2 separate regions of the Mus musculus genome follow, and region 2 is linked to region 1. A link is a contact called in public promoter capture Hi-C data. All regions are on one chromosome and are shown on one strand. The core of a region is the stretch at or near the end of the contact, and the rest is flanking DNA. Distances in the headings are between cores, read along the strand shown.

Region 1 (2,925 bases), core at 259-2,758:
CAGAGTGTGTTGGTGTTTTTCTATCCATCGTTTCTGGTGGCTGGAACCTTGCTTTTAACCTGTCATCCACCTTTCACTAACAAGACCAAGAAGAAAAGGCACATTGGCTAACATGTCTGTGAATTGGTGGCTTGGCCACACTTGGGATAAGGGAAAAGGTGAGACGAGGAAGGACTGACTAGACAGGAGTCTTCCTGGACAGCAAGATCCCACAATCTGGCCATTCCTGCAGGTCCGCTAAGCCAGACTTGCTGTTTGATATTCTGGATGAAGCCAGGAGACAGGCAGCAGGCAGGGTGGGGAGGGCAGGTCCAGTGCTGGCATCTCCATCTGGGGTTGGGGTCGTCTCTTCTGAGAACATCCCCTTTGGATTTACCAGAGGAAAATCTTGATCCTTTGAGGACCCGCACCACAATGTGGTGTTTGCTAAGGCCTGGACTACTGGACCCAGGATGGGCCCCAGCTCCAGGCTGGAGGGAGCAGGAGAGCACGGTCCTAGGTGGAAGATGGGAATCCCCTTGGCAGCGAGTCAGGGGTGAGGGTGGGGGCACTGGCCATAACTTTCTAGGGTCTCTGTCCATATCTCTCTGAGTTAGCCTCACATGTATGCTCGGGGATCACTTTCATGGACCATCTTCCTAGTGTCTTGCCGAGGAAGAACCAGGCTAAGGCTACCTTCACACTGACCACACCCAAGCTGCAGCCTGGATGATGCTTGTGAGTCTTGGTGCAGCTTCATTCCCTGGACAGCACAGGCCCCAGGCAGGCAGCAGACTGGGAACCTCGACCCAGGCTTCCCCACTCTGTTTCCAGCCAGCTGGCCCCTTGGTGGCACTGATCACTCCCTCGCAGAGGATACCTTAGAAAATTTCAGGAGTGGGCACAGGGAATATTTTTATCTCTATTTGGGAATAGCTCCTCTGGGGTTAATGTTAGAGGCTCTTTGATCCCTGGGAAACATGCAAGAGAAAGGTCAGGTGGCTTGCCTGGGTTTTGTTTTCTGTAGGGGGAAGGCTGGGCTATCTGATAGCATTCTGTGATCTGGACCCGCTGCTGGTTCCCAGGGAGTATGCCGCTGGCTCCAGCACGGCTGCTTCAGTTAGAGGGCCCTGTCCTTGCTTCCATGACCTTGTTCCACCCTCATTGGAACCATGATTCATTGGGCATGTGTGGGCGGTGGATGATTGGCTCTGAGTCCCTTGGCTAGCGAGTAGTGAGGTGAGTTTTGAAGCTTGCACACCTAGGTATGGTTGCCTGATCCCAGTCACCTCAGCCATACTTGGGAACAGTGTCTACCAAGACACTCGTTGCTCTAAGAAGCATGGGGCCTGGTAACTGACGCTGCTGTCCAGAAGTGCACGTGTTACCAGGCACGATGGAGGGCAGATAAGGTCACAGTGGAAGACAGGAGCGACAAATGTGGTCAGTGAAGGCTCCTCCTGACCCAGGTTCACCCCAGCAGGCCATCAAAAGACCGCCTTTGCTCCCTGAAGAGGCCAGCCCTGACAGAAAGTGTACTCAGCACCTTTGGCATGTTGCCCAAGGCCTCTGTCCCAGGGCTGGCCAGCAGCTGGTTTGTAGTACTCAAGAAAAGCCAACTTTTAAGTGATCTGGAATTTTTGCGAACCAGTTGTTAAACACAGGCATGTTAACCATTAATTATTTGAACTTGCAATTAAGTATGCTATATGAGAACCAACACTTCCTAATTAATTTTACCAAATTATTTATGCTTAGGGCTTGTATCTGTGTGTTATATCAATAGAAACTGTAGATAATGGTAGCCACAAGACATCTCTCTCTTCCTAAATCCATGTTCTGTGATGTGTTGACAGCTGGAAATTGGAAGTAGAAGGGATATTGGCCAACATTACAAGTGAGGGCTTAGATGTTGTTTTGTTGATTTTTCTAGACTGTGATAAGAAAATAACGCAGATTTAATTTAAAAGTTCATCATGGAATCATACAAAGTAGGCTAAATCTGACCAGGAGACAAACATCACTCAGGGGAACTTAATATAGAATTATTAACCACAATAAAAGTACAATCTATTGGGGAGACTTAGGAGAGCTACCCACGTATGTAAAATGCTGTCATGGATACAGACTTCATTGGACAGAGTGATAGCCAGCTACAGAATGGTCCAGAAGGGATCCACATAGCTGAGACCAAAGTGGGCAGCCTGGGAGTAGGTGATTAGCAATTGAAGTTCTGGGTCTGCAGATGCTGAAGGGGAAGCTTGCAAAGGTGCCTGCAACTGGTGGGACCTGAGGCACCAGGCAGGCTTCCTGGTAGGCTGGGACCAGGGTCTGAGCAGAGAGGGATGAATACAGTACTTACCAAGTACAAGCAAGGTTGTGGATGGATGGTGTTCTCAGCCTGATGGCCCAGCAGATTCCACCAGATGTCCTCACATCTGCATAACTGACTCTTCCCTCAGCCACCCAGAAACAACGGGAAGCCTCATCCACAAACCATCATGAACTCATGGCTTAGAGTAACACACAGAGATTCCTCTTGAAGCTTGGGTGTCAGAAATGTCAAAGCACTTTGGCTCCAGCTGTCAAGGTTTTAGGAGGGTCACTCTCTCGGGCTATAGGAGGGAAACCACTTACCTACCTCCCTCTCTCCAAGGCTGTTTAGAGCCGAATTTCTCCTAGCTCTATTTTTCATTGTCAAAAGTTGCAGCTTTGAGTGGCCAAGATGGCCGAGTAGGTAAAGACACTTGTTTGATAAGCCTGAGAACATGAGTTCCATGCCTGGGACACACATGAGAGAGGATGGGAATTGAGTTTCAAAAGCTGCCCTCTCACCTCCACATTCATACTATGGTATATAGTGTGTATGTGTGTGTGTGTATGTATGTATATGTATATGTATATGGTGTCTGTGCATGTGTATGCATATGTATATGTAGCATATAT
Region 2 (2,925 bases), core at 267-2,766, 85 kb after region 1:
ATTATAATGTATTATATACTGTATTATATATATTTGTGTGTATATGTATTGTATATATTTATATTATTATGCTATATAATAATTATTATATTAAATACATATATATTATATATAAGCAATCCATTAAAAAAGATAGGTATGTAGAAGGACTTGGAAGACAGAAAGGGGGGAAATAACATGATATCATCTCAGAAAATAAAATATAATAATTGTTAAACTATAAAAGAGAAGTAATACCTAATATGGAGTCTTTGTCCACTGAGCGATGTCTTTGATCTACCTATGAGACCTCAGCCTCCTCCTTCTTTCTTTGCACCATTGCTCGCTCCCAACAGACGTGCCACCATAAGCCCAGAGCCACAATGCCAACTTATCATGGACCAAGATCTCCAAAATTGTGAACCAACATACACTTTTCCTCTTTGCAAATTGGCTTCATAAAGTGACAGAAAACTGATGGATACTTTGTCCATGTCAATAAAAATGAAGAAAATGGTGAACAGGGTCAAGCACTTGCCTAGCACACATGAGGTTCCAAGTTCAGGCCTGCACACAACAAGAAAACCGAAGAGAAGTTTCTGATCTGCCTTGCAGCAATACGACCCTCATGCAAGACCTTGCCTTGCATCCTTAAGAGAAGAACACTGAAGGATCCACCCAGCTGTCTATCAGCACAGACTTCACTCAATCACATTTTCACTGTTGTTCACAGTTCCATCATACCGTTGTAATGAAACCTCCATAAAACCCAAGAAAGGGGGGCTGGAGAGATGGCTCAGAGGTTAAGAGCACTGACTGCTCTTGCGAAGGTCCTGAGCTCAAATCCCAGCAACCACATGGTGGCTCACAACCATCTGTAATGAGAGCAATGAGATCGGATGCCCCCTTCTGGTGTATCTGAAAACAGCCACAGTGTACTTATATATAACAAATAAATAAAAATCTTTTTTTTAAAAACAAACAAACAAAAAGGCAATGTCTAGAGACCTTATGGGGGTTCCTGAGGGGGTGCTCAAAGAGGGCATGAGAGCTCAACAACCCTTCTCCCAGACTTTAATCTCTCCGTCTGTATCCTTTAAAATAAAAGTTGTATTTCTTAGTTGTGTGAGCATTTCAGCAAACTGATTGAACCGAAAAGGGCCAGAGCAATGGAAGTCAGTTATTGGCAAAAGTTTGAGCTTTCCTGTGCCAGCCCTTGCTTTGAATAACGACATGGAGGCCTTTATACTTATTAATGAATTTCAGGCACTAATGGGCAAATTCTATGTTCTTCTAATCCGACTATGCTGGCCTGTCCTGCTTCCCAGCCAGGTGGCCCTTTACCCTTAGCCTCTCTCTGGCACCTCCTCTTTCATTTGTGTTCCAATGAAGATGGCAGCAACTCCCTGGGTCCCACCTGAGACCCTCTCTCCTAGTCCAGGCATGGATGTCCTGCCTTGTTCTCTCCAGAGCAGTCAGCCCTTATTTAACCAATCAAGAGGTGAGTCACAAAAAATGCTGAGTCACACCAAAGTCCAAAGTGCAACCAGGTCTCTGGGGACAGAAATCAGCCTGTGAATACACAGATCACAAAGTATCCCCCTACAGTTATTTGGTTACTTTTGTTTGTTTGAGGGTAACACGGTCTTACTGTGTAGTCATGGGTGCCCTGGAACTTGCTGTGTTGAACAGGCTGGTCTGGAACTCATAGAGACTCACCTATCTCTTCCTCCTAGGAGCTGTGACTAAAAGGACAAGTGGATACTATGTCCAGATTTTTCTTTCTCTTGTTGCTGTAACCAAATACCTGACAGGAAGTGACTCAGAGGAAGAAGGACACATTTTAGCTTACATTGTAGTTTCATGGACAGAGGAACGTGGCCACTAGGAATCTGGCTGGTTAGATTACAGCAGAAATGGGGAAGGAGAGAGAGGGGAGCAGCAGGAGAGGCCACCAGAACCTGGGCCAGGTTTCAACTCAATACATTCACTATTTAGGTACTAACTGTTCATACACAAGAACCAACAGGAACACCTCATACCCACAACACAACAAACATCTCCTTTCCAGATGGCCAGTCAGAAGCACAGGAAAAGCAGCCAGTGGCTTGGGGTTGCAATAAAAAGTCGAAAGGCACTTTTGTGGACTTAGCCTTACCTAGTGCGATACAACTTATCTTAGTCCAAGCTATCTTCACATCTCAGTTAGTTAGGGTTTCTTTTTTTTTTTTAAAGATTTATTTATTTATTTATTTATTATATGTAAGTACACCGTAGCTGTCCTCAGACACTCCAGAAGAGGGAGTCAGATCTCGTTACGGATGGTTGTGAGCCACCATGTGGTTGCTGGGATTTGAACTCCTGACCTTCGGAAGAGCAGTCGGGTGCTCTTACCCACTGAGCCATCTCACCAGCCCTAGTTAGGGTTTCTATTGCTATAACAAAACCCAATGACCAAAAGGTGAGTTGGGGAGGAAAGGGTTTATTTGGCTTACATATCCGTTGTACTCACTATTAATGATCAAAGGAAGTCCGGACAGGAACTCAAGCAGGGCAGGATCCTGGAGGCAGGAGCTGATGCAGAGGCTACTGGGGTGCTGCTTATTGGCTTCCTCACATGGCTATTTGGTCTGCTTTCTTTTAGCACACAGGACCACTAGTCTAGGGATGGCCCCACCCACAATATATTAAGCCCTCCCTCATCAATCACTAATTAAGAACATGCTTGACAACATCCCAATCTTTTGGAGGTATTTTCTCAATTGAGGGAGGAGGCTCCCTCCTCTCTGACAAATCTAGCTTGCATCAAGTTAACATCAAACTAGTCGTCAGGACACTCCAAGAGAAAGTGTCACCCACTGGATTAGAGGATGTTACCAGCGTCCTATGCTGCAGAATCACCTGCTGGCTGGTGAGGTCAGAGATGTGTTATGAGTTTAAAGTAGG

What was found. Promoter capture Hi-C pulls out the DNA fragments that hold promoters and counts their contacts.
Region 2: a promoter capture Hi-C map of liver shows a contact between it and region 1, with 2.5 times the contacts expected there. The contact joins two enhancer-like sites. A contact is called at or near these places in 5 of 39 promoter capture datasets (the 3T3-L1 cell line, 3T3-L1-derived adipocytes, hippocampal neurons and 1 more), 2 of 484 Hi-C or Micro-C datasets (MC3T3-E1-derived osteoblasts and nephron progenitors) and 3 of 115 datasets of contacts at active chromatin or transcription factors (embryonic fibroblasts and embryonic stem cells).

The regions. Positions count from the first base shown.
Region 1 is chr7:65,736,318-65,739,242 of GRCm38.p6, forward strand. No RefSeq gene overlaps it. Among named protein-coding and RNA genes, the nearest start is that of Gm33234, 44 kb to the left of the region's middle. Within about 2 kb of position 1,509, at least 16 of the 459 cell types and tissues checked have an H3K27ac peak or open chromatin away from gene starts, as enhancers often do. A contact at or near this core is called in liver, where this site is marked.
Region 2 is chr7:65,821,220-65,824,144 of GRCm38.p6, forward strand. No RefSeq gene overlaps it. Among named protein-coding and RNA genes, the nearest start is that of 1810008I18Rik, 20 kb to the left of the region's middle. Within about 2 kb of position 1,517, at least 33 of the 459 cell types and tissues checked have an H3K27ac peak or open chromatin away from gene starts, as enhancers often do. A contact at or near this core is called in liver, where this site is marked.